Regions from separate parts of the Mus musculus genome. Here regions 1, 2, 3, 4, 5 and 7 are each linked to region 6. A link is a contact called in public Hi-C, HiChIP or PLAC-seq, Micro-C and promoter capture Hi-C data. All regions are on one chromosome and are shown on one strand. Each heading gives the region's core, a stretch centred on a gene start, on an enhancer-like site or on the middle of the called end of the contact. The rest is flanking DNA. Distances are from core to core; before and after follow the strand shown. Region 1 overlaps Tsc22d1 (TSC22 domain family, member 1). Region 2 holds the start of 1700105F02Rik (a long non-coding RNA gene). Region 3 has its middle 19 kb from the start of Serp2. Region 4 holds the start of 4930444M15Rik (RIKEN cDNA 4930444M15 gene). Region 5 overlaps 1700105F02Rik (a long non-coding RNA gene). Region 6 has its middle 85 kb from the start of Lacc1. Region 7 has its middle 38 kb from the start of Serp2.

Region 1 (3,641 bases), core at 917-3,416, 470 kb before region 6:
CTGAATCTCTCTGAGGTCTAGGGTTGGGTAGATATGGTCAACAGAGGTCATAACGGTTAACTCGGAAAGCCCCATGACAATCTCCTGTGCCCCTTAACCCTTTGAAATGGGGTAAATACCTCTACCATGTATCATGGCATTTTTTTACTCTTTCTGTCATAGTGTGTCACCATAAATAAATTAGGCTGCTTCCCCTTTAAGTAGAAACTGCCTCGAGGGTCAGATGGAACTTGAGAACTTTCATCTGAAGCACTTGTTGGTCCCCCAGGAGTGTCAGTTGGACCTGGTGTGGGGAGCGGGGGCAAAGGCAGGCTTGGAGGACGGCCACCATTGTATACATGAAGCCTGTACTGTGATCTAGAGATAAGAGCGTTGTGAGTACTAACTGTGGCTCTAGTAAGGGATGAACTGGCTCCCCACCCCCACTCCCCCACACACTGGTTTTTACCTGGGGAGGCAGTTGGCTGCTGTCCTCTTGGAGGTTGGCATTAAGTCCAGTTCAGCCATTTTGTTTTCTTTTTCTTAGTTAGGAAATCTTTTTTTTTTTTAATTATCTATTTATTTTGTTGTAGCTTATCAAAAGACCCTCACTCACAAAGACCACAGAAATTGCCATCGTTGCAAAACGCATGAGGAATTTACTTATCCAACAGGTTGGGGAACCCCCTCTCAGCACGCAGGCTGGAGGAGAGACCCAGAACAAAGAAAGGACACACTTTTTATAACTCTGTAAGGGCCAGATATAGGCACCAGTTTAGTCTGGCTTATTTTAATTGGTGTAGCCAATAACCTTTTTAGATACTGGTTGGTTTGTGGAGGGTGACTCTCATTTTGTCTGTCCTTGAGGTTTTTAGTATGAGGCGGGACAAAGGAATTGTTAATCTTGTTTTGGAAGCTTAGTAATTTTGACCGTTAAAACTATGTTTCTATATTTGTTTAGTCAGCCAGCTTTTTTATCTGACTCTGTACTTGGCCTGCTAGTACAGTTTGGAAAGTCCTTTTGAAGGGGGAAGGTACTGGGTAGTCTTGAATTTATTTTGGATATTACAATTTCATATATATGAGTACACTGTAGCTGTATAAATGGTTGTGATCCTTCATATGGCTGTTGGGAATTGAAATTTTAGGTCAACCCCACTTGCTCTGGTTGCTATGGCCCAAAGACTTATTATTTATTATTATACATAAGTACACTGTAGCTGTCTTCAGACACACCAGAAGAGGGTGTCAGATCTTATTGTGGGTGGTTGTGAGCCACCATGTAGTTGCTGAGATTTGAACTCAGGATCTTCAGAAGAGCAGTCAGTGCTCTTACCCACTGAGCCATCTCGCCAGCCCTAGTTAGGAAATCTTAAGAGCTACTTTAAAAATACTTGGAGGACTGGATGGCGATGGTGACAAGAGGAGTCTTTTGCTTCAGTTGGCAGATAAATTACATGAGATTCTTTCTAAAGCCTAGCGTGACGGTACAAGGTCATGAGCAAGTCCAGCAGCTTGGAAGCAGGGGCAGGGGGATAGGGAGATGTGAACAGTTTGTTCTCCATAGAGTTCCCAACCAGCAAGTGCCATCCAGTGAGACCTTCCCTCCCTCTTTCCTCCTCCTCTCCCTCCCTCCCTTTCTCCCCTCCCCCCCTTTTTTTGTTAAAGGCAGGCTCTCTCACTGTCTAGCTCTCCTTGCTATGTAGACCAGGCTGGCCTCAAATTACAGAGCTCCACCTGCCTCTAAACCCCTAGCACTTTGACTAAAGGTGTGTGCTACCACACCCAGAGTAAGACTTTAGAAAGAAAGAAAGGAAGGAAGGAAGGGAGGGAGGGAGGGAGGGAGGGAGGGAGGGAGGGAGGGAGAGAGAGAGAGAGAGAGAGAGAGAGAGAGAGAGAGAGAGAGAGAGAAAGAGAAAGAGAAAGAGAAAGAGAAAGAGAGAAAAGAAATTGAGTTGAATAGCACAGTTAGCTCTTAACTTTGATACCAGAGCTTAAACCATTTTGAATTATTAATACCATACTCGGAGGGTAACTGTGGCTCCTCATGTTTTCGTTCTTAAGACCCGGTGCTTAGATGTTTGCTGTGTGTGTGTGGGTAAGAGGGAAAGAGACACAGATATACCATTGTATGCCATTGGTGCTGAGGGGCTGAGGGGCTGAAGGGCCGGACAGGAAGGTGGGGGGAGACTCTGACTCAGCATGAGGAATGCTGACTCATCCTGAGGAATGCTGGCTCACAACGGGAGAGAGAAGCCTTTCTCTGGAGATTTGGAGATAGTCAGTTTTCCAGTTTCCTTCAGATGGAATTGTAGAGCAGAAAAAAAAAGTAATGATCTCCCTGCTTCTCGCCTACAAGTTTTGTTTTGTTGTTTGTGAAGAACAAAACAGAACAAAGGAAAACACTTCGCCAAAAGATGGAATCCTTATCTGAAAAAAAAGACGTTTGGAACAGATTCTCCATTTTTGTCTCTGTAGCTTTTGTCCATCCTGTCCAGGTTTAATAACTAAATCCTTGGAAGCAGGAAGTACATTAGCACTGTTCTAAGAGTTTGTCAGTCCCTTAGGCCGTAGGATTATTTCCTCCCCAAGGTGGACACGCAGACTGTTATAGGAACCCGGAAAGGACCAGACCCAGGGCCATCGGAAGCTCTGTGGATCGCACTGAGCCACATTCACAAGGAGTTTCTGTAACCTGGCAGCCCATGTTCTCACAAGAGCCACGGCTAACCCTCAGCGTCAAAGGAGGCTGTGTTTCCCCAAAGGCTACTGCTTTCTGAAAAATCCATGACTGCAGCAGGTACTCGGAAAAAGTCAATGGTTTTTTCTGTCTTTTATTCGCTATTTTAGACCAGGCTCTTTTGTGGCAGTTTGTTATCAAGAAGTAATGAGTAGATTCTTCTGAGAGTTTGGACTCATTGCAGTCTAATTATGAAATAGTAAAGATTGTATAGGAATTCTCCTTCATAGGGTAAAATTGGTCCAGTGGTGCTGTTGGTGGGCAGTGGAGTTGCCGTGTTGTGTTCATTAAGCATAGGTGGTGGCTATTGTAACTAAGAGGGGATGAGACCCCAAGTTTATTCCACTATCTACGGGAGCAATTCTGCTCATGTCTAAAGAGAAACTTTAGTTTTGATTCCAAATGATTTCACTAAATAAAACATTAATAACAACCAGTTGAATGAATGCTAGTGGACCTCTCCACTAATATTTAATGTTTTAGAATGGATATGTTATCTTGATTACTGTTTTTTAATATCTAGTATATTTTAGTACATTTAGCTCGGAGGTTGTAATTCTGCATGTGTTCCACAAGGTGGCAGGCTTGTATGTTTGTAGGTTCCCTTTGGTTCCGTGCAGAGCAAGCTCGTGGTTATGCAGAAATCAAAGTTTTTCTGTTAAATGTTAACTGTTTTATATAGCAGAGCTTTACAGTTTAACTTTTATGATGGAATGCTCTCTGAGCCTCATCCCAGGCTTTCCTGGTGTCTTAAACGGTACAATGTAGTGTGGTTGTTATCAGGAAACCCTCTAGATAGCAGTGACTGCGTAGACTAAGGACTAAGATGGAGCAGTGAGGGGTGGAAGGGAAGGGATAGAGGCCCTGGCAAGGGCATGCACCTGGGCAGTTAAACGCTGCCTGATTCCATCTTGCTTTTTTT
Region 2 (3,588 bases), core at 1,074-3,573, 270 kb before region 6:
TGGGTAATTGATAAGCAAGAGGAATGTATTGCTTGGAAGGAGGCTGCAGAGTAAAGGCAGGCGAGGCCCCTTTCCTGGCTCACAGGTTGCCTGATTGCTTTGCCCTCACATCCCGGAAAGGAGAAAGCATGTTTCCCCTATTCCATGAGTCTCTTTTAGAAAGGCATTAATCACCTCCCAGGGACCCACCTCCTAACACCATCACCTCGATGCGTAGCTTGCAACATATGAATTTGGGATGACACAAATATTCAGTGCAGTAAGCAAGTAGCAAGAGGAATGCCTCCCTGTTCACTGAAGATGTATTATTACGATGGAGATTCTGTGGGGATGTGGAAGGGACTTGGGGCAGCAGTTGGATTGATCAGCTGACAGTATCAATGGCACTCTCTTCTAGCAATTTTCAGAAAGGATATTTCTCTTATTTTAATGACTGAGATTTATCCTCCCTCCATCAAAGATCCTCCCACTGGCAAGTCCTGCTTCCACTGGCCTTCCTTAAGCGCCCTTCCAGGACTCTTCCTTGAGTGTGGTTTTCTTGCCCTTTCCCCGTGCCCTCCACACAGGCCTTCATGTAAGACTTCAGATCAGACAGACCTGGGTTCAAATCCTACCTCGGATGTGTCTCTCAATAGCCTCATGTCCTTGGCCAAGTTGTTTAATGTTCTTGCTGGCCAAGTCTGAATGCCTGGCTCTGAAAAGTATTCAAGAAGTAGTTTTTGTTTCTTTATTGGCATTTATTGAGGAACCTTTAAATGGCAGGCATATAATAAGGAAATTATTTATAGGTTCCTACAAAACTAACAACCCACATTAGCACTGGCTACTTAAACAGCTCAGGAAATGAAAGAAAAAAAAAAGACATATCTGAGATGCCAGAGAGAGAGAGAGAGAGAGAGAGAGAGAGAGAGAGAGAATTAAGACTGAATCCAGTTGCTACCCAAATCCTGGCCGTGTAACCACTGTGCCAGCCTCCCTCCTCATGTTGATTCTTACAGTTGACTTGTGCCCAGTGATAACAAACCTTCCCATCAAACAACAGACCCTAGGGAACAGCTGAGCTAAAAGCAAGTTATATGGTGGTAGACTTGATGATGACTTGAAAGGAGTAACGGCCGTGTCTTACTTACAGTAGTGGGAGAGATCTCAGGAGGGAGTGGAGACATTTTGTTCCCAGTACTTCATGCAGGCCTAGATCCACTGTGATCCCACCATCTTACACTTGCCTGGCAGTTCCCCCATCTGAAGCTACGGGAAACAACCAGGCCCAGGTTTGAACCTAGAAGTGTGAACAAGATGGAAAATTACTGAGTGGAGGACATGGCTGCCGCCTTTGATTTGGAAAAGCCTGTGCAGGTTGTAGCACAGGATTCCATCTGATAAACATGAGGTATCGTCAAAAGTTCAGAGGACCCACTAGAACCTAAGGCCTCAGAAAATCAAGGAGATGCAAGAAAAATAAATAAATAAATAAATAAATAAACGGAGAGAGAAAATAGGGCAGGACAAAGTGAGCTATAAAATTGAAAGCAGATAATAAAGAGAAAAAAAAGAGAGAAAAGTAAACCAACTCCCTACTTTGCTGGCTCTCCTATCTTTCTGTGACTTCTCCTGATGTTTGGATGGTGACATTTCATCTGAGGTCACAGAGCCAAATACCAGTGCCACCATCCATGAGAAGAAACAGACAATTCACAGACTGTTCTGGAAAGGAGGACATATTTCTGATTTTAGTGTCTTATTTTGTATTGTCATACACAGAGCTGGGAGGGCAGGGTGTAGGGTGGTCGGCCTGGGGCATGCATGTGTGTGTGTGTGTGTGTGTGTGTGTGTGTAACTGCTGTCTCTGGCCTGCTCAGTGGTTCTGAGCTTCTCCTTCCCCTTTGTTTCTCCGTTGTTGCCTTTGGGTTTTTGAAAGAGCATAAAGTTGGATGTCACAAAAAAGACTTCCTCCCGTACCAAGTGAAGTTTGAGCACCCACAGAAATGGGTCAGAGAATGTAGTTAGATGACAGTATCACAGACCTACCTTCTATGGAGTCTCTTCACTGTGTACAATGAGTCTTGTTATGTCTTGAGAAGATACAGGGACTTGGGTTCATGGTGTGTCAGGACAGTGCTATACAGCAGCGGGGAGAATGGTGACGTCCTTGGGTCACTCGATGGCTGTTTCCATAGGGTCCTGGTCTGTTAGATGAAGCTTTGCTTTGGGCATAGAGTGGCTTAGCAACCAGTTAGAGAATGTTCAAATTCTAGATTCCTAAGTATAGAACTGGAACACTGGAGGGTGCCTCAGAGCCTTTACCCAAGTCGTGATCACAAATGAGAAGAAGACTCGAGGGGATTGATGAGCTGAGGCCAGGCTGGACCACTAGAATGCAGCAAGAGCAGCTGAGCCCAGTGCTCTGGTCTCTATTATGTACTGCCTCACATTTCTTTCTGTTGATTGTTGTCTGTGTGGAAAGTCAGAGTTGGGAGCAGGGGCTATGAAGTCAGTGAGCCCCAAGTCACATTTCCCCCTTTGTAAGAGAGTTGTGCACCCAGGGCACAGTCAAGACAGAAACTGAGGGTAGAAACAGAAGGGGTGTGGCAGCTAAGATCGTCTTGTTCTCTCAGGAAAGCCTTTGGGAGACTTCTGATCCCATTTCATAGGCAGAATAAGGGTTCACCTGTCATCACCTAGCCTCAAGAAAGGAACCATTAAGCTGTAGCCTCTGTAGTTGGAAGTAGGAGTGAGAAGGGGGAGGGACCTGGCTCTCTGGGTCAATTAGCATAGTCTGCCTCAGGTAGATCCTGAATCCCAGGAAGCTGTAGATGTGGTGCAGGCCATGGCTAGCCTCATGCCTCTGGTCACCCTATCCAGACAAGTTGAGTGGCAGTAGTGGAGATGGTCTGACATCTCAGCCTGGTGGGATTCACTGCCGACTCCCCAGGCCCACCACTGGAGTAATGGCTGTCTTTCTTTGAGAGCACATAGGTGGAGCGTAAGGGAGAGGGAGATGGATGAGGTCATACTATTGCAATCACTTGGGAAAAAATACACAAACTTCCAAAACTGCAAGATGCTTTCTACTGCCACCAGACCTCCTTTGGAGGTTTTCCTACCGCTTAATAACCAGGTAAGGCTGCTGAACGTGGGAGGCCTGTAACCATACGCCTTGGGAGGCTGAAGCAGGAGGATGAAAGTTCAAGACCTTCCTGGGCTATAGGGGAAGTTTAGAGCCAGCCTGGGCAATTTAGTGAGACAATCCCTCAAAATAAAAAAGTAAAAAAGAGCTGGGATATGATAGTTTAATGACAGAGTTCTTGCTGGCACACAGGAGTCCCAAGATTCAATATCCAGTTCTGCAAATCAAAGACCCAGGCCAAATTCTCTGAGTCTTCATGTCTTAGTTCTGCCAGGGCTGTCCCCAGGGTGCTGTCCTAGAAGGGTTTGTGCTCACAGGGTAACCTCATAGAGCACAGCTGTGCAGTGACAGCTGGCCCCTCGCTGGCCCAGAAGTTGTCTCAGGGTCATGCTTTCTCTTTCCACCAACCTCTCGAAGATTCAGATCTATGCATTTTACTGAGGAAGGAGCCCAGGGCCTGG
Region 3 (3,587 bases), core at 600-3,099, 380 kb before region 6:
TGCTGCTTCCTAGAGCCTGGAACTGCTGATTCTAAAAGGAGGTGAGTTCTTGGAAGGTGGGGAATGGCTGCCTGGTTTCAGAGTGTGTTCCTCTGGGGTCTCTTCAAAGCTTTGGAAGGAGTCTTTCCCATAGGCATCTCTGTGTTGAGGTCGGGGCATTTGCCATTATCTTCATTTTTGCATAGACAGAGGTAAGAAAAATAAATGTGTCTCCCATCTTGAAGTTGTTGTTGTTGTCCTTGTTGTTTTTGTTTGTTTGCTTTTGAGCTAGGGCTTCTCTGTGTGGCCTTGGCTGTCCTGGAACTAGCTCTGTAGACCAAGCTATCCTCTTTCTCACAGGGCTTCTTCCTGCCTCTACCTCCCAAGGGCTGGGATTAAAGACATGTGTCACCACTGCTTGCTCTATGAAGTCTTTGTAGACAACTCAATAAGTCTTTTTTTTTTTTTTTTGGCTTTTTCTGAAATTCTGCCACTCTTTTTTTCTGAGTCAAGCATCCAACAGACACTGTACATTGATTGGAAAATTCTTCTCTCTCGGTAAGGCCTGACTTGTTCCCTAATGCTCTCCTTAAGGACAAGAACCTTTGACTCAGCATTTGCCTTACCCAACCAGAATTCCAGGGGCTTTTTACCAGAAAGAATACATGGTTGCACTTTGCTGCCCCCCAGCCCCTCTCTTTCATCCCTCTGTCGTGGTCCTCTCCTGTCTTCCCAGCACCTCGGGGGAATCCCCCCTTTTTCCCTCTAGGCTTCTCAGAGCAGAGCTCTTGTGCTTTGAGGGGCAGCTTCAGAAGTGTGGAAAGAAGACTCCATTGGGACTCAGAGCCGTGAGCTCTAGAACTCCATGACCTAGGAAGGCTTTGTGTGCTCACCCATGAGCAAAGCTTCCTCAGAAGGGTGGCTCTGAGCAATGAGAGCAGATGCTTACTTGAGCTACAATCCACGACTGTGTCAAGGTTTTGAAGTCTGGCTCAGCTGACAGTGCCTCTGGTGCACTGGAAGTGTTGACAAGACCGACCTTAGAGACTTATTCAATAGCTAATAAATGTGGGGCCACAGAGGGCTACAGTGACTTAACTATAAATTTCTATATCCATATATATATATACACATACGCATATATGTGTGTGTATAATATATGGGTATATATATAAAATGTTTCCACTTAGATGTTTTAGCATCACCTATGTTCCTAAATGGAAGGTGCTATGGAATCCAAAACTTCACAGATTTCAGCCCTACTGCTCAGTAGCCTTTCTGCTCAGATGAGGTGGTGTCCTGGGACTCGGACACCCAGGAAGCACACAAGTCTGAGGTGAGACAGTGACCCAAGGAAAGGCATCCTGAGATATGGGGACCAGGAACCACACAGCTCTGGGAGGAATCCTCCTCAGCTGAGGCGTTACAACTCCCAAGGGGAGGGGATCCCCAGCTGAGCTGGAACCTCAGCCTTTTCATAGCTTTCAAAGTTTTTTCATAGCTTTGTAATACCCAAAATGAATTCAAGACCACCCAGTACCTTCCCCCTTCAAAAAGGACTTTCCAAACTGTACTAGCAGGCCAAGTACAGAGCCAGATAAGGAAGCTGGCTGACTAAACAAGTGTAAAAACATAGTTTTAGCGGTCAAAATGATTAAGCCTGCAGCTACCAAAACAATATTAGCTGTTCTCAGAGAAATAACCATAACAAGATTAGCAATTCTCCTGCCCCCTGCCCCACACTGAATTCCGACAAAGACCACAAACAACCCTGACCTTGGTGCGAGAATTCCCTTGACGTTAACAGCTGTGACGTTAATGTACTATTACCTTGCTAACCAAATCATAATAACCCACCATGGGGGGCAAGCAAAAGGGTCAGTTAGTCACTATACAAACCAACCAATGCCTGAAAGGGTCACTTGCTACACCAATGAGAACCCTGTTGCTCAAATCTGCCCCTTACAAAGATATAAAAAGTGTGTTCTTTCTTTGTTCTTGGTCTCTCCTCTGGCCTGCGTGCTGGGAGGGGAGTCCCCAACATGTTGGATCCTCATGCATTTTGCAGCGATGGCAGCGGTCTTTGTGGTCTTTCTGAGTAAGGGTCTTTTGACGAACTACAACAGCTTCTTGTCTTTTTCCACTGAATCACACCAGGTAGCAAATCTCATAAAAGAGACTTATTGGAGAGAGAAGGGAAGAATCCCAAGAGAGAGCAGACAGCAGCAATGAATTGGACAAAGAGCAGGGCTTATATACATAGGGGTTCTTGTGGGGTGGACGGTCTAGTGTGGAGATGTTCACGATGGGGATTGGTTGGATTTCCAGCCCTGAGCTTGGGGAGCTCAGTGATTGGTGGATTTTCCTGTTCAGGGATTGGTGAGTTTTCGTGCTCAGAGATTGGTGGCTTTTGTTCAGACTTTTCACTTAAAATTAGCATGAACTGGGGAGGGTCCTGTTGAGGGGCTGGAGATGACCTTTGTGACAGTTATGGCAGTTTGGAAGGTCTTGGAGAGGGACCTGGGTGCTGTAGCTCCTCCAGCTGGAGCCCTGGCTACTTGGCTGCCTCGAGGGTTTATAATGTTTACAAAGTGGCTTTCCTGATACTTGAGCCCCATGGATATCTAACAAAATGACCATGTCAGTTTTTACCCTTCAGTTATTACTCTCCATCATTCTTGACACTGTTTTTCCTACCATCTTCTCCATTCCTCGGCAGCATATGCTTTTTAAAACATGCTTAGGTTCCGACGGGAGACAGTCTTTTTTGCTATGGGAGAATTATTGTGAAATCAAGAATGTAGGGAACATACTAGGAATGGATTGAAGTCACTGACTACCAGACTCGGTTGGAGATCCTGTAATTATTGTTTTTGCTGTTTTCTTCATATGCTGGTTAATTAATTAATTTATTTATTTTATTTATTTATTTATTTGGTCAACTTGCCACACATTAGAGTCACCTGGAAAGGAGGGACCCTGACAGATGGATTGACCCCATTCCTTTGGCTTCTGAGCAAGTCTGTTGGGGGCATTTTCTTGAGTGATGTAGGAGAGCCAAGCCCAGTGTGTCACCCCTGGGCAAGTGGTCCTTGGTTGTATAAGAAAACAAGCTGAGCAAGCCAGTGAGGGCACTCCTTTGTTTTCTACCTCTGCTCCTACTGAGTTTTTGCCCAGACTTTCAATGATTGACTGTCATTAGGATGTGTCCACCAAATAAATCCTTTCCAAGTCACTTTTTGGTGTGATGTTTCTCACGGTATCAGAAAGCAAGCTAGCACAGTAAAGTGTAAAAGCAAGTGTTCCATAGACTCTGAGTCTCATGTTTTCTGCTATGACATCATTGCCATAACTTTCAAGACCTCTGAATGTGTATCATGTCTCCGTCTCAGCATTCAATATGGCAGAGGATCAGTTTCACTTTGCTTGTGTGACTGTTTATTAAGTGTTGGTCTTCGCTATGGGCTCCAGGAGAGTATTTGCTGTCTGTCATCAGGTCATCGAGGGCTGAGGAGAGTAAGGGAAGATAGTATCAGTGCGATTCAACACACACACACACACACATACACACACACACACACACATACACACACACACACACACACACA
Region 4 (3,537 bases), core at 971-3,470, 430 kb before region 6:
TGTTTGCCTAGCATACTCGGTGCCCAGGGTTTGATCTCCAGCATCACATAAAACACAACTATAATCTAGCTTTTGGGAAGGAAGTGGAAGTAGGAAGATGAGAAGTTTCAGGCCACTCTCAGCTACACAGCAAGTTTGAGGCCAGGCTGGGCTGCATGAGACCCTGTCTCTAAACAACAACAACAACTTTAAATTAATAAAATAGTGTTCTCTCAGTTTATTACTGAGCCAACTGATGACTAAAGACTGTAGTTCAAAATCTTTTAAAAATAAATTCTCACCTCTTCTATTGAAATACAGTCAATAGCTTAGTTTTAGAAGCAGGCCAAATGAAATGTACTCTCTGCACTTTTAGATGAACGGAGCCACACTCTAAGCACCACAGGGTAGGTTTCCAAGGGATGTGGCAACCTCCACTGAGAGAGGAGCTTTCTGGTAATCAGCTGTGTGACTTTGAAGAGCCACCAGCTCCCTCTGAGCCTGCACTAAGCTCTCTGTAATGTTGACTCTCTGGCTAGATGGAAATCTAGCACGAAAGCCTGTTTCCAAGTACTTGGTTGGACTTGAGAGAGCAATGAGGGCTCTGGTTGTAAGGGATGTCTGTACGCCAGCAGAGAAGGTTCCATCCGCAGCAGGCCCAGAGCCTACACAGTCAGGGCTGGAGGTAGGGCAGAACAAAGGTGCTCTGTCCAGGAGTTGGGGGCCTGGGTTCTGTTCCTAACTGGTTCTGAGAGTTCATGGGTGGTCCCAAGCTCCGTGACTACAACGGACACCTGCGCTAGTGGGTACCCTCATGTTTACAATAGGTTGGGGAAGAGAGGAGTTGAACAACTTCTCATAATGAATGAGATGTCTTTTTTAAAAAGACAAGTTAGTAGATTTCTGTTAACCTTGGTTTCTTCCACAAAACAGGGTTCTGAATGTGTATCTCAGGGTCTATGAGAGTAAATATGCTAAAGTAGCATCTATTATGCTATATAACACACACACACTATACATACACAAATACATATACTGGGGCATAAAGAGATATTCAGAGCACAGCACGGGTCATTGGGGAAGGGGATAAAATGAGAACAGAAGGGAACATGAGTCTCCTACGTACATACCCAGTTCCACAATGGCTGCTAGGCCAGTGGCTTCCAAATGGCCAGTGAAAGAAGAAAATAAAACCCACTTGAGGCCATCCTTTCTGGCTTAAAATTTGTCAGTGGCTTACTTAACTATAGCAGATGCCTTCATCCTCACGGGCTCTTTCTCTCTCAAAGCCCCTCATACAGATCCTCATTCTCTGGATCATGGAGAACTGAAGGAGAGCTCTTCCCTGCTGAGACAACTGTTTCTCTGCTCAATTCACCCAACCTTTTTCTTAGGGAGCTTCCTGTGGTCCAAGGTGGGCTGGCCAGCATCACTCTGTGGAAGCGTCCTGTGGGGTTCATCTCCTTTCAAACTGTGGGTCCTCCATCTCTCCAGCCTCTGCTTCCTCTCACCCATCATGCTCCACGCAGAAGACAGAACCCCATCCTGCATGCTGAAGAGGCAGGGTGTGAGGACTAGATCTGAGAGCTTGCTGTCTGGAGATCTGTTGCCCCCCCCCCCTAGTCAACATTACAGAGAGCTTAGCGCAGGCTCAGAGGGAGCTGGTGGCTCTTCAAAGTCACACAGCTGATTACCAGAAAGGTTCTCTCTCTCAGTGGAGGTTGCCACATCCCTTGGAACCCCCCCCCCCCACAATGCATCTTCATAGAGGACACAGCACCCAGTAGCAGCTAGGTGTTGGATTGAGTAAATGGTGACCCAAGAGAAACCAAAATGGCGGCTACTAAGGCAGGGCTCCCTGGGGAAAACCTCTGGCGAGGTAGAAGACAAGGTGGGAATTCACTGATGAGAAAAACAGTGAGCTCTAGGTCAATTACTGACAATTTACCTAGGGCAGATGAGGAGATGTTGTCTAATTGCGGCTTCACATAACACTCATAAAAACTAGTGATATTGTTGGAAGCAAGTTGAGCCCTGAAAAGAGAAAGCTGAAGGTGGCACAGATCTGTGACATCCAGACACATTCTCCGGGGGAAAGGTTACAAAGTTACTGGGCTAGTGACTAGTCATGAGTCATCCCCAGAGTAAACAGATAACAGGCAAGAAGGTTACATGGTGACAATTCAGAGACCGCTGAACTGTGAAGATTATGTGGGGCCTCTCAGGCTAAGCACTTTCAGAATGTCGGGAAGCCATGGTAACCCTCACAAACATTCCACAGGCAGTGATTGTGACCGCCAGTCTCTCTTCCCCCACTCCCAGTTTGGAATGTACTTTGAAACAGTGGGACCATGTTTTCTTCTTAACTCCTCCCATCATCTGTTCCAGAATCTTCAACAACTACCTCCTTGAATTCACAGGATTACCTGGGATTTAGGAAGTCATGGTATGCTTCATGATGAAACTCTGAATTGGAGGTCATCTAAAAAGAGTTATTCCCTTGTGGCTACATCTCCAAGTCTGTTAAAGGCTAATCCCAAGCCTACATGAAAAGAGATTTATAGTACAGAAAACTGTGCATTTAACTCCCCACTCCATAACTATGGCGTTCTTACCCACAGACCCAATCAACCAATACAACAGAATGTATTTGGACAAAGCATTGCAGCCACGGTGAACATGTATAATTTTTTGGGGGGGTCATGATCCCATAAACCATGAAGTACAACAACAGAATAGTATTTGCACTGTGTGAAGCTTGATAGGGTCTAGAGACCCTTTAGCACATGTGAGAAGATGTAATGAATCATAAGAAAACACTAAGCCATTTTATGTAAGAGACTTAAGCAGCTATGGACTCTGCTATCTACTAGAGCAGGGGTTCCTGGAACTAATCTCCAGGAAGGTGCGGGATAATTAAACTGCACATGAGTCAGGATTGGAAAATGCTTGGTTAGGAAATTCTTAGAGCCTCCCAGCTATGTTCACGAAAATGTATCATGGTGCCTTTCTTTGGGCTGGCTCAGATGGAGTTCCATTGCGTACCTCTTTATCTTCCTAGAGAAGTGGGGGAGCTGAGTATATGCTTTCAGGGGGACTAAGGAGTATGAGACCCTCTGCATGTCCCAAACATTCACTCCCAAGCCAACCGTTGCTCCTTCTACACGCTTTCTTCATTCACTTTGCTGAGTTCTGATACCCATGTGTCTCCCACAAGCTTCTATTCCATCCGGGACTTGTACCCTTCCAACCTTGTTCACAGAACTCTCGGGCCAAACTTTCTGAAGATCTTATGTGTATCACCCCCAGGTGTGATTCTTAACACACATCTGTATGGTTACCTCCTGGCTCAAGATTTTCATGATCTGACCTAGGCCCATGGTTATGGCCTAGCTTAGTGACATTTGTCCTCCCGCAAGTATCTTAGGCTCTCGGCAGGACACACACCCCGCCAAGTCCTTTCTCATTTCCATCTTACTACACCCACACTTTCCTCTACATGGGGAGCTAGGACAGACATTCAAACTCACTCAGAAGGAGACCATATTAACCCATATA
Region 5 (3,586 bases), core at 490-2,989, 300 kb before region 6:
ATGTATATATGTGTGTGTGTGTGTCATTCACTTTTCAAATAGGCGATAACACTAAGCACATTCACACCAGTCTACAAGTTGTAAGACTCTTGGAGACAGCCAAGTGTGGTGGTCACCAGAGCAAGGTCTGGGGAAGGTTTGCTGGAAGCAGAGTTAAGTCATCTGTTGACTTTGGGCTTCCTAAGAATCCCTCCATCATGATGCATAGAGGGAAGTTTGCTGTAAAAGTGCCTTCCCCTACGTAGCTAAGACTGGTGGTCTAGGAGCCGCGTGATTTCTGGCAGTGACAGCTTTGTTTCTCCTTCAGAACAAACCACGAGAAATTGGACAGATAGGAGGATGCTACCAGGGTAGGTGGCTGACCTAATTGAAGGTGTCTCAAACCAGGACCCACTAGCTCTCTGCAAAGTGTTGTAATCTTATAGTAGCCTCTCCTTCACAACAAGCAGATGATCAGTTTAGCAGCACTACAAGGCACAATCACAGCACCCACATTTATGATCGTGTTCACACCCAGGAAGGGCTGATGACACCATGAAGCTTGGTAGGAATGGAGGCGGTGCAGCAAATTAAATTGAGGAAAGAAGTGGGAGAATTGAGTCACTTCACGGACAGGGTAGCGTAGGCAAGACACACTCGGAAAAGACAGCATTGTACACAACAGTACGTTCAGAGTCAGCTTCAGCACAAAGACGTACGGAGTTAGTTATTCACTGCATGTGGCTTTGTGAACTTTGAAATGTTTCCATAGAACCTGAGTATGTGTGTCTAATGTCCTTCAAGTTGGACTCGAGCCGTCAGCATGTAGAGGATGTGCCTGCATTTGTGTTGGTATGTTTGTTGAGTTTGTTAAAGATCTCCCTAGATGAGACTGAGGCATGATCGATCTGTAAGTAGACCTGGGGATCTTCAATTCCAACTACAGGTACAAGTGAAATGACTTATTGGGAATGACTGGACTTGCATTGAGGATTTTCCACCTTTGGCTTTCAACGTAGATTCACAGAAATCTGTAAATAGGAATAGTAGTTTCTTGCTTATATTCATGGAGTCATTGTCAGGCCAGCCACGGAGCCTCTTCTCCCACATGCGTCTGACCATCTTCTGCTCTCCACATCCTTGTCCCTTAGGATCAGCTTGTCTCAAGTATAGAAATCAATACCTGTGATATCAGCATAATGCTTAGTTTTATTTTATGCTCAAGTATCGTTCTGCTCAAATGGCATCTCGGTTGGCTTTCTGTTCGTGCGATGAAGTCCATGACCAAAAGCAAGTTGGGGAGGAGGAGGTTTATTTGGTTTACATGTCCTGATCGCTGCGTTATTGAGGACATTCAGGTAAGGAACCTCTAAGTAGGAACTGAAGCAAAGACCATGTAGGGATACTGCTTACTGCCTTTCTCAGCCTGCTTTCTGGTCTACCCCAGGACCACCTGCCCAGGGGTGGCACTACCCACAGTGTGCTGGGCCTTCCCACATCAATTATTAACAAAGAAAAAACCCACAGACCTGCCCGCAGGTCAATCTGTAGAGGTAATTCCTAACTTGAGATTCTTTCTTGCCCAGATATATTTAGGTGTGTGTCCATCAACACAAAGTAACCAGGACAAGATGGTGACACCAGGAATCCCTCAGTCACCCCCTGTTTTCTGTTTTTATCTGTGTCCCCTAGACTTGCTCTGCACATCTGCTCGCTGTCACAGCCATCCTTTTGTCCGCTGTTGCAGTCCTTGCCACACTTGTTGCCATGGAGATCTTGCCTGAGTCAGGGAGGGGGTTCTTTGAACAGGAATTCACTTGCTGAGGAGCAGGCATGTTGAAACCCATGACTGCACAGGTCATAGGCTCTAGGGGGAGAACCACCCACTATTAATCTACTAAATGGATATGTTATTCAACTGACTTGCAGTGACTTACCATTATACCCGGAGATTTTAGTTGCATTTCTTGGCCCTCATCAGAGAAACATTAGCACAGACTCAGCACTGGGTCAAGTTGCAGAGATTAATGGATGACGTCGTGCTTGTCTTTAAATCACATATCACTCTCAATAATATAATAGATAATCTCTGGGTTGTTATCATCTCTTCCTAAGGCTCAGGGATCATTGTGGCAGAGGGGGGAAGAAGCAATATAATAGTCAGAGAGGCAAGGAAACCGGATTTTCCAGACCCTGCAGGCAGTTGCGTCATCTCTCAGCAGTGATAAGGGCGTGCACCTGCCCTGTGTGAGCCAAGGCTGGTGGGAGGTCAGCGTGAAGGCTCACCCCCAGCTGAGAAGCCATTGGCAATTGATAGCTACCAGGCACAAGGGGAGTCCATTTTCTTTAAAGGTGTGGTCTCTGGTAGGTTGACCATACTCTAATGGATGGTCACACATCCAAGAGTATATAGAAGTGCTGATTGGATTTAGTGGTTTTTTGTTTTTTCGGTTTTTTTTTTAGAGATTACAAATTGCATGGGTAGGAAGGGAGGGCGGAACTTGGAGGAATTGGGGGAGAGGGTGAGTTTAACCAGAATAAATTGTATGAAGATTTCAAAATATTATTTTTTTTAAAAAAAAGGAAATGAGTCTAACTTGGGGTAGAAGTTTGGGAGCCCAGACACTTTCTTGGGGAAAGCCATGCATCTTTTCAGGATATGGGAAGCGGGAGCTATTTTCTGGCTCGCCCACTGTGACCTGTGTCATGGAGGCAGGATGCTCTCTTGATACTTGTTCAGTTAGCAGATATCCTCCAAGGGTATCAACTGCTCCAATGTAATAAAAAAAAATAGATGATTTGTCCTCCATGACCTTCTGGTCTCATCAGGAAAGACACGTACATCTACACAGACTGTCCTACACTGGGACAGCGGCGCGGCCTAAGGAAAAGTGAAGAGGAGGCACCCAAAGCTGTCAGAAGGTCAGCCCCAATCAACTCAATCTTCTATGACTTTACACATGAGAGGCTGAGGCAGGAGGGTTTCTGTGAGGTTGAGGCTGCCCTGCGTTACTCATGAGTTCCAGGATAGTCTGGAACTACAGAATGAGACCCGTTCTTTACAAAATACCTAGCTAACTAAAACCCTTACTATGCTTCTCCATAGATCACCACCACCACCACTACCACCAAACAAACAAACAAACACACACACAAACCCTTCTAGCCTAGGAGGTAGGGAATAGAGACATAGTTTAGTCAGCAGTGAAGTGCTTGCTATGCAACTGTGAGGACCACCTTTGTTAAAGCTAGATATGGTGTGTTATTGTAAGCCCAGGGCTATAAGCACTGAAACAGGGGACTCCAGAGGGCACTGGCCAGCTGGCCAAACTGAACCGATGAGGTCCAGGTTCAGTGAAAGACTCTTTAAAAGCGACAGAGGGCAATTGAGGGAAAGACCCAGTGTCAGCCTTTGGCCTATACATGCATCCGTATACATACATACATGTACACACGTGTATGTTTATACAAACATTCATGACACACACATGACTCAAAATATTTTCAGAGGGACTCCATAGGAGGATAATGTGTTTAACCCCAGGGGCCCAACTACATTCTTGATGAATAGTAGGGGGCATTCTCTTCATGCTTTGCTCAGAAGGAA
Region 6 (3,691 bases), core at 723-3,222:
AACTCGTTCCTCAGGCTGCATTGGTTTGTGTGTGACTTAGCAGACCTGCTGTCATCTGGCTTTTCAGCACCACAGTTCCTCTAGAGCAGCCAGAATTCTCAGTTCTCACACCCTAGGCCAGAGCCTCTTCATCTTGCTTGATTTCATCTTCTTTAGATGCATGCTTGGGTATATTGTCAAAATCACGGGAATTGCACCGATCAATGACAATGAGAATCTGGTTGTGTGGGGGTAGGGTTATGCAATAGAAGAGCATGATTTTGTTGTTGTTGGCATTATGTACTAAAATTTAGACTTTATCTATTCAGTGAGCTTATCACATACAGAGTCAAAGAAAGGCAAAGGTATTCAGGACAATTAAAAACAAACAAGATGTCTACCAATGGGGGATTCGTTTCTTTAAAAGGAGGTATTCCTACAGGAGATGCAGTGTGTCTACAGAAGCAGGCCTTGTACATTGTACTTGTTGACTTGAGAGAAGTTCTATCACACAGGTATGACCAAAGGAATGAAATAGTGATGAAACTGAGAAACTCCCACTTATGTGTAAATCAAAGAAGTCACACATGACACTGTGGTCCAATCTAGTAGCATCACACAAACAGCCTGACAACAAAAAGTTAGCAAACTTTCAGAAAACACCAGAGAAGGGATGTGTGATTCCTAACCCACAGCAGCACACCTCTACAGAGCCTGTGTTCTCTCTTATCGACATCATAATAGGTGGTCTCTCCTCAGCATCCTTCTCTACTGTCAACCAAAAACTTTACTATCATTTGCAGAAGAGTCAGACCCCTCTGAGCCACCCCACCTCCATCTTCCCCCTTCCATGAGCAAATTCTTCACTGAACCATCATCTGAAAGATAAAGCACACCGAGGACATACTAAATGAACAAGAGTTCTTTGCTGTGTTGCAAAAGGAACAAAGGGTGTCTATGCGTTCACTCCACCATGACAGCGTTTTACCTTGTAACAAGTATGGAGCTAAAAATCACTGTCTATTCTAGAGACACACAGAGGTTCCTGCAGGGACGTGGACAACATTCTCAAGAACACTCACCTGGGTTAGAATTTCCCTGTGACCTTCTCTCTTCCCTTCTGTTGCTTTCTAGCTTCTGAATTATTCATGAACATGTTTTGTTTGCACTAGAAATTAAAAACTAAATAAATTCATCAAAGTGGACAAAGAAAAGTCACAGTGACATCACAGGAAACAGCACATGTGAAAAATTAAACAAAATTTGTGTGTGTGTGTGTGTATGTTTAGGTAAATACAGTTAAACTTTCTCTTCCTGTGTTCAACATCAACCAGCCCCACTAGTTTTTGCAATGATTTGAATTCCTCCTACATGTGAAGTTCTTAAGCTGATTATTTCACACATTAATTTATTTGACAACCCATCAACCCTGTTTAATGTGTGAGTGCACTGGGGTGTGACTTGGACTTCACTGATCAATTGCAAGAAATGTTAAACAGTCTGAACTAAAGTTTGATCTTTATTCATTCTCCCTGGGAATAGGGACTCAGCATCTACACATTTGTATCCCGTTCCATCTCTGTACTCCAGTGGTTCTCAACTTGTGGGTCGAGACCCTTTGGGGGTTGAATGATCTTTTCATAGGGCTCACCTAAGGTCATTGGAAAACACAGATATTTACATTACAATTCATAAAAATAGCAAAATTACAGTTATGAAGTAGCAACAAAAATAATTTCATGTGGGGGGGGGTCACCACAACATGAGGGACTGCATTAAAGGGTCATAGCATTAGGAATGTTGGGAACCCCCGTTCTATACTCACACATCCTTGTACTGCCTCCCCAATCTATAGCTGCTTTTTATTTTCCTTTTTATAATTCCTGAGCCACACAAGTTTCCCTCGAAGAGGAGGAGCCTGCCAGAGCAGTCTAACTTGTGACTCATGAGCTTCTCTTAGCTTGGGGAATTCTGCAGGGAGGTTTGCGACATATCCCTGCCAAGGTCCCTCACAGAACGTCAGTAGCCAGTGCCAGGCAGCTGGCACTCCTTGTTCCCTAGAAAGGAGCTTGTTAATCAGACTCTCCAACCACAAATGCCAAACTGTCCCCTTGCTCACTGCTGTTAAGTTCTATCCTGGGAGTTCCAGAAAGCAGAATGTGTCACCTGACAATTATACTTACACATCAGCGTTCCTTTGGGACTGGAATTAAATAGCCAAGTCCATTCTAGTTGTGGGCTAAAAGCAGATTTCTTTGTGAGGAGAAAGGAAATAGCTACTCCTTAAAGCCCCAAATGTCCTTGAACTCTTGGAGAAGTGATTGGAAGTAGGCGTTAGTAGGGAAGCTACAGAAAAGCCATCAGAGGAAAATGTTTAAAGAAAGTCACTGACAATTCTCTATGGCAGGACAGGACTCAGTGATATTATATAATTATCAAGCAGCATTTCAGCAACCGTAGCAGAGCGCCTGTCTCAGTCTTTTTAGTCTAGTGAAACTTGTCTTTTTATTCTCTAATGAAGAGGCCCTGTGTGCCAACATGGGTAGATGAGCCTGTTGAACGAGAGCCTCGTGTTTGACAGGATCCTTGCTTTCTCAGGTTCTAGTCTGACTTAGGAGGTATTGCGTTATGGCCTCATAAGGGAAAAGACCAATTTGCCAAGAACTCCAGGTTCTTCCATCCTTGAGAGCCCAGCTCGGTGGAGTCATTGTGTTCCCTGTGAAGTCTTCCTGGTTGGCTTTCCTCCTAGATGTCTCTCTGTGGATGTAATCACACTGTATGCCTCTCTGCCACCTCCCCATCACAGTTACTGCTCTGTATTTATACTATGATTCTTCATTTACTATCCAACACCACTCAAGGATTTAAACTTACATGGCAACATAGGACCAAGAGCTTTTTGTTAATCTTTTTTTCTCATGCTTCATATGTTTGATCATCATTAGTGCTCAATAATTTCACTTCCTGTTGAGAGGATGACTGATTTAGGTGGTTATTGTTAGAGGAATAAAGGGGCCAAAGCAGAGAAGATAAAAAAATGTCCAGACCAAAGTTACCATGAAGGCAGAAAAAGATGGGACCCGTAGATTCTTCCTGTTTGATTTAGAAATAGAAGGTGGGTCTTACCAGAAGTGCAGAGATGGGGGATTCTTGCTGCTCTGGTGGCTGTGGTGTAATATGGTGTCAGGTGTCAGGGTGGAGTATGGAACTTGTAATTGAGAATGGTGTAGGTTATACTCTGGGTCTGGTTGCTTCACTTTAATGCAGTGATTGGCATTAGACCTAGTCTCGATGTTCTAGAGTCCAGTCAATAATAGAACTGGCGCTTAGCCTTGTTGCCTGCCTATTCTGTTACGGGGGGGCGGCGGGGGGCGAGGGGCATAAGGAGCTCTTTAGTTATCTTATTCTGTATCATTTGCTTCAGATTCCGTGGATGGAATGACAATCAGTCACAAAGCCATTTCCACCTGAGCCCAGTAGGGAGATTGCTCCCTGAAAGTCATCAGAAGGAAAACTTGATTTCCTTATGACTCAGAGGACCCTGTTCAGTTGCCAGGAAGACAGTGCCACTGAGGACAATCAAAACCACCCTCAATTAACAACTCCCAGGGTATATCCTGCCACCAACTAAACATCAAGGAGCCCGTCCCTGGCCCTGCCAGCCATGCCCGGCCCCACAGGCATCTGCCTTTTCTCTTGATGCAATTGCTTG
Region 7 (3,452 bases), core at 835-3,334, 360 kb before region 6:
GAGGCAGAAGGGTTGCCCAGAGAAAAGGGTTATCCCAGCCACCACAAGGCTGGAAGACAGCGGGATCAGGTCTGAAGCCAGAGTTCCTTTCTCCCATAGCTGAAGTGGCCTCCCATTGGCTGGCCTTCCTTTCTCTTCTAGCGTGAAAGAGCAAATAGCACTCGGATAGGATGAGAGCCTTGCTAGTGTGGGATGATCACTTGAAGACCTGGCGGTGAAGGTCTACTCCTGTGTAAAATTAAGAAGCTTCATCATCCAGGGTTTTGCTACTTCTTCAGTATGGGCTACTGGCCAAGGCACCGCTGAGCTTGTGCCACGAAGGCTGCCGCAGTGTTTTCTAGACAGACTCGCAAGGAACTCCAGCGCATTTTCCTCATCGACCGTGAAGAACCTGTGACTTTGGAGGTGTCGCTGGGACTGAGAGATGCTTCTGCCCCAGAGGGCAGGGTTCAGGGATGTTCCCAAAGGAAGGAAGAACACGTTTGACCAAGTGCTTTATTTAAAACCACGCTTTAGTATTCACGTTCTTTGGGAAGCAAAACCAAAATAGTTGTTTTGTGCGCACGCACGCGTGCATACGTGTGCGTGTGTACATGAATGAGTGCTGTGCCTGTAGGTGAGGAGGTTTGTAGAGGGCAGGGATCAACTGCAGCATTGTTCTTCAGTAGCTGCCTAACCTTGTTTTTTTGAGGCAGAGACTCCCTGGAATCCCAGGATTGCATATTAAGGTAGGGTGTCTACCACTGAGCCCCACAAATCTCCCCCCCCCCCAGTACTAGGGGTTAAATGTGCATGCCAGCATACCCAGCTGCTCACATGGGTATGGGTTATTGGACTCAGGTGTTCATGCTTGCAAGGAAAGCGCTTTCTGCCTAAGCCACCTCTCCAGCCCCATTAGCATGTTTGTTGTTGTTGTTGTTTTGTTTTTATGCTAGAGGTCAGGGAGGTTAATTTAGGCACAGAAATCCCACCAAGAGTCCTGTTGTCTTTCTACACATTTTAATTTTAATCCATGCCTAGAGAGGTTGCATTTTGACTAAGTCAGTCCTATCTGACCTGGAGTTTTGGAACCGGGTAGTGTTCTGAACAACTCCCAAGAAAACGTCTAGTTTACTTCGATGGTCATACAACTTCAAGCTGCATGTATTTAGCCAGAGCTGCTCTTTACTTCAGAGACAGGATTCCAAACTTTCCAGAAAAGGAAATGTCGCAATAGCTTTTTAAAAACAATCAGTTTCGGTATCTCATGGCCACACAGTTGGCATGCTAGTTTTGTTGAGGATCTGAAGTTGCCAACCTCAGAGAAGTGGGACTTAGAGCCTGCCCTTTCTTTTGCATGGCTTGCGTTACTCTTCACCTTCATCTACACGTGGAATCTGTTTCCTGGGAGCAACAGCCCAAAGTCCATCTTCGTGTTTAGCACCCAGGTGAATGCGCTAACGGAGGCCGTCCAGGAGCTTGTTTGACACCGGGTACATGGTTGTGATTGAACATTAAGAAAACCTTGTGGCTGGGCGGTGGTGGCGCACGCCTTTAATCCTAGCACTTGAGAGGCACAGGCAGGCAGATTTCTGAGTTCGAGGCCAGCCTGGTCTACAGAGTGAGTTCCAGGACACTCTCGAACAAACAAACAAACAACAACAACAACAACAAAAACCCAAAAAAACCCAACAAACAAACAAACAAACCCAAACAACAACAACAACAACAACAACAACAAACCTTGTAAGAGGTCAGGCATCAATAGGGTTTTGGTGGACCCAGAAGGGCTCTGTTTCTCCCTTAGCATGTGGTTACAGGGCTAACATGGATGTGTTGTTAGGAGAGATACAGCCCTCCCAGCTGCTTAAATGGGAGAGGTTCTGATGCACAGCAAGGTTTCTCCCAATTCTAAGGCAAATTATCCTTTTTTTTTCTTAGCGTAGTTGGCTTCTTACCAGCTGTTGCGCTTGCAGATGAAGGCCTATTTATCCTGGATGACCTTTTATAAAATGATTTCTTAGAGCATTGGACAGGAAGAGATAGCAGGTGCTCAGAGTCCTATTTTCTTGCAAGGCAATCATATGATGACTCAGGTCGCTGATAAGGAGGTTAGCTAGCAAAGTCGAGGTGTCAAGGATAATATCAAACAAAGAATGTGGACAGCCGCTTACAGAAGAGCTGTTAGTCACTCTGGCCTTCTCTTGTTACTTCTCCAGGCCAACAAGCCCTAAGACAGCGCCTTAAATGGGTACAACTCTAAACTGTACTTCAAATGAAAGTTAAACCGATTATTATGAAGTTGAAAACAGGAAGAGGGAGGGTCAAAATTCTCTAGTGGGCAATGGAGTGAACAAATTTCACCTGTGTGTGCACTTTTACTATAAACCAACTCAGCTCCCAAAGACAGGGGTGTATCTCTCATTAAAGTGTCACTGACTCCTGAACAGCACAGAGGGCCATCTTTAGGTAGACACCGGCAAATCTCTCCAGTTCCCTCCCAACTGTGGGAGCCAAAGTGTCTGTCCATCCTGCTGGGATTTGAACCTCTGAACCTTGGTTTTACAGAGCCAGGAATAGTTTGCACGCTGTTACTTGGCTCATAGCCACTCTTACTCCCTTTCTTATTCCCTTGCCAGGACACAGCAGGCTACTTGTGGGAATTAAAAAAAAAATTAAAGCCAAGTGGAAAAGCAACACTAAACGCTCCAAGATCTTTCCAGAGACCCAAGTAACTACTGGCATTCTCATAAATGGACTATGTTTTTAAGGAAGTCATGGGCTTGGAGCTTTGAAAAGAAAGCAGCGTCCTCACAGTTAAGTGGGTAATGCCTACCCCGGAGCCTCCCAAAGGGCGCTCTGTGAGTCCATACAAGGCTCCTTTACAAGGCCACTGACTAAAACTGGGACTGTTTTCCAAACACAGCTGGCATATTGTAAATGCAAAGCTATAACCAGGGCAAATATTTGCTCGAGGGGCAACTCTGCACAGTATTTGAAGCCAAGGTTGTTGTCAGGAGCTGCACAGGTCTAAATGCTTTGCCAGCTTAGGAGTTGCGGTTCAACCGCCACATTTTCAGCTGTGTGGCAAATAATGGGGGCAACCCTTCACAGCTTGATCTGCAAACATGCTCTACCTGGGTGAGCATGGATTTGAGGTGGTGGTGGGTGGGGCTGTGTTTAGACTTGAATTCAGTGAGTGTTCCTGGGACCCCACCTTCCTCTAAACACTTCCAATTTTTTTCTTTAGGGAAATGACCATTCTCTCTCTCTCTCTCTCTCTCTCTCTCTCTCTCTCTCTCTCTCCTCTCCTCCCCCTTTTTTCCTCCTTCCCCACTCCCATTAGAAAATCTGTAACTGTGTGTTTGATCTAAATAGCTATGAACATTAGCTGAGAAACTTGCTTGCCCTTCTTCTCTGTTTTTGTCTTCTCAAGCTCAGATTCCAGTATAGGAAGCAGAGGAGGTGGATAA

The links. Promoter capture Hi-C pulls out the DNA fragments that hold promoters and counts their contacts. Hi-C and Micro-C count contacts between places; a contact is called where the count stands out from the background. HiChIP or PLAC-seq counts read pairs in DNA pulled down with a chosen protein or histone mark.
Region 1: a Micro-C map of granulosa cells shows a contact between it and region 6, with 4 times the contacts expected there. The contact joins two enhancer-like sites. A contact is called at or near these places in 8 of 484 Hi-C or Micro-C datasets (Sertoli cells, bone marrow-derived macrophages, embryonic fibroblasts and 5 more), 6 of 115 datasets of contacts at active chromatin or transcription factors (bone marrow-derived macrophages, embryonic stem cells, epiblast stem cells and 1 more) and 3 of 9 other capture datasets (embryonic stem cells, liver and pancreatic islet).
Region 2: a contact with region 6 is called in a promoter capture Hi-C map of the SN4741 cell line, with 2.4 times the contacts expected there. The contact joins the promoter of 1700105F02Rik here to the enhancer-like site in region 6. A contact is called at or near these places in 1 of 39 promoter capture datasets (the SN4741 cell line), 5 of 484 Hi-C or Micro-C datasets (Sertoli cells, adipose-derived mesenchymal stem cells, embryonic fibroblasts and 2 more) and 2 of 115 datasets of contacts at active chromatin or transcription factors (bone marrow-derived macrophages and pancreatic cancer cells).
Region 3: a Micro-C map of granulosa cells shows a contact between it and region 6, with 4 times the contacts expected there. The contact joins two enhancer-like sites. A contact is called at or near these places in 4 of 484 Hi-C or Micro-C datasets (bone marrow-derived macrophages, granulosa cells and uterus) and 1 of 115 datasets of contacts at active chromatin or transcription factors (pancreatic cancer cells).
Region 4: an HNF4G HiChIP or PLAC-seq map of pancreatic cancer cells shows a contact between it and region 6. The contact joins the promoter of 4930444M15Rik here to the enhancer-like site in region 6. A contact is called at or near these places in 2 of 484 Hi-C or Micro-C datasets (bone marrow-derived macrophages and embryonic fibroblasts) and 8 of 115 datasets of contacts at active chromatin or transcription factors (craniofacial prominence, differentiating embryonic stem cells, embryonic basal ganglia and 4 more).
Region 5: a contact with region 6 is called in a Hi-C map of epidermal suprabasal cells, with 4 times the contacts expected there. The contact joins two enhancer-like sites. A contact is called at or near these places in 2 of 484 Hi-C or Micro-C datasets (cortical neurons and epidermal suprabasal cells) and 1 of 115 datasets of contacts at active chromatin or transcription factors (pancreatic cancer cells).
Region 7: a contact with region 6 is called in a Micro-C map of granulosa cells, with 4 times the contacts expected there. The contact joins two enhancer-like sites. A contact is called at or near these places in 3 of 484 Hi-C or Micro-C datasets (bone marrow-derived macrophages and granulosa cells) and 1 of 115 datasets of contacts at active chromatin or transcription factors (pancreatic cancer cells).

What each region holds. Positions count from the first base shown.
Region 1 is chr14:76,476,650-76,480,290 of GRCm38.p6, forward strand. All of the region lies in intron 1 of Tsc22d1 (TSC22 domain family, member 1), which reads left to right. Among named protein-coding and RNA genes, the nearest start is that of 4930444M15Rik, 42 kb to the right of the region's middle. Within about 2 kb of position 2,167, at least 96 of the 459 cell types and tissues checked have an H3K27ac peak or open chromatin away from gene starts, as enhancers often do. A contact at or near this core is called in embryonic fibroblasts, granulosa cells and muscle stem cells, where this site is marked.
Region 2 is chr14:76,675,262-76,678,849 of GRCm38.p6, forward strand. It overlaps 1700105F02Rik (a long non-coding RNA gene), which reads right to left and starts at 2,324. Exons shown (of 3, transcript XR_383611.3): 1 at 2,029-2,324; 2 at 1,131-1,279. It overlaps 1700108F19Rik (RIKEN cDNA 1700108F19 gene), which reads left to right and starts at 2,307. Exons shown (of 5, transcript NR_015485.1): 1 at 2,307-2,418; 2 at 2,977-3,118.
Region 3 is chr14:76,573,767-76,577,353 of GRCm38.p6, forward strand. No RefSeq gene overlaps it. Among named protein-coding and RNA genes, the nearest start is that of Serp2, 19 kb to the left of the region's middle. Within about 2 kb of position 1,850, at least 4 of the 459 cell types and tissues checked have an H3K27ac peak or open chromatin away from gene starts, as enhancers often do. A contact at or near this core is called in granulosa cells, where this site is marked.
Region 4 is chr14:76,518,635-76,522,171 of GRCm38.p6, forward strand. 4930444M15Rik (RIKEN cDNA 4930444M15 gene) reads right to left here and starts at 2,221. Exons shown (of 4, transcript NR_045660.1): 1 at 1,928-2,221; 2 at 1,220-1,531.
Region 5 is chr14:76,650,747-76,654,332 of GRCm38.p6, forward strand. All of the region lies in intron 2 of 1700105F02Rik (a long non-coding RNA gene), which reads right to left. Among named protein-coding and RNA genes, the nearest start is that of 1700108F19Rik, 25 kb to the right of the region's middle. Within about 2 kb of position 1,740, at least 27 of the 459 cell types and tissues checked have an H3K27ac peak or open chromatin away from gene starts, as enhancers often do. A contact at or near this core is called in epidermal suprabasal cells, where this site is marked.
Region 6 is chr14:76,949,604-76,953,294 of GRCm38.p6, forward strand. No RefSeq gene overlaps it. Among named protein-coding and RNA genes, the nearest start is that of Lacc1, 85 kb to the right of the region's middle. Within about 2 kb of position 1,973, at least 100 of the 459 cell types and tissues checked have an H3K27ac peak or open chromatin away from gene starts, as enhancers often do. A contact at or near this core is called in the SN4741 cell line, Sertoli cells, embryonic fibroblasts and 5 more, where this site is marked.
Region 7 is chr14:76,592,622-76,596,073 of GRCm38.p6, forward strand. No RefSeq gene overlaps it. Among named protein-coding and RNA genes, the nearest start is that of Serp2, 38 kb to the left of the region's middle. Within about 2 kb of position 2,085, at least 31 of the 459 cell types and tissues checked have an H3K27ac peak or open chromatin away from gene starts, as enhancers often do. A contact at or near this core is called in granulosa cells and pancreatic cancer cells, where this site is marked.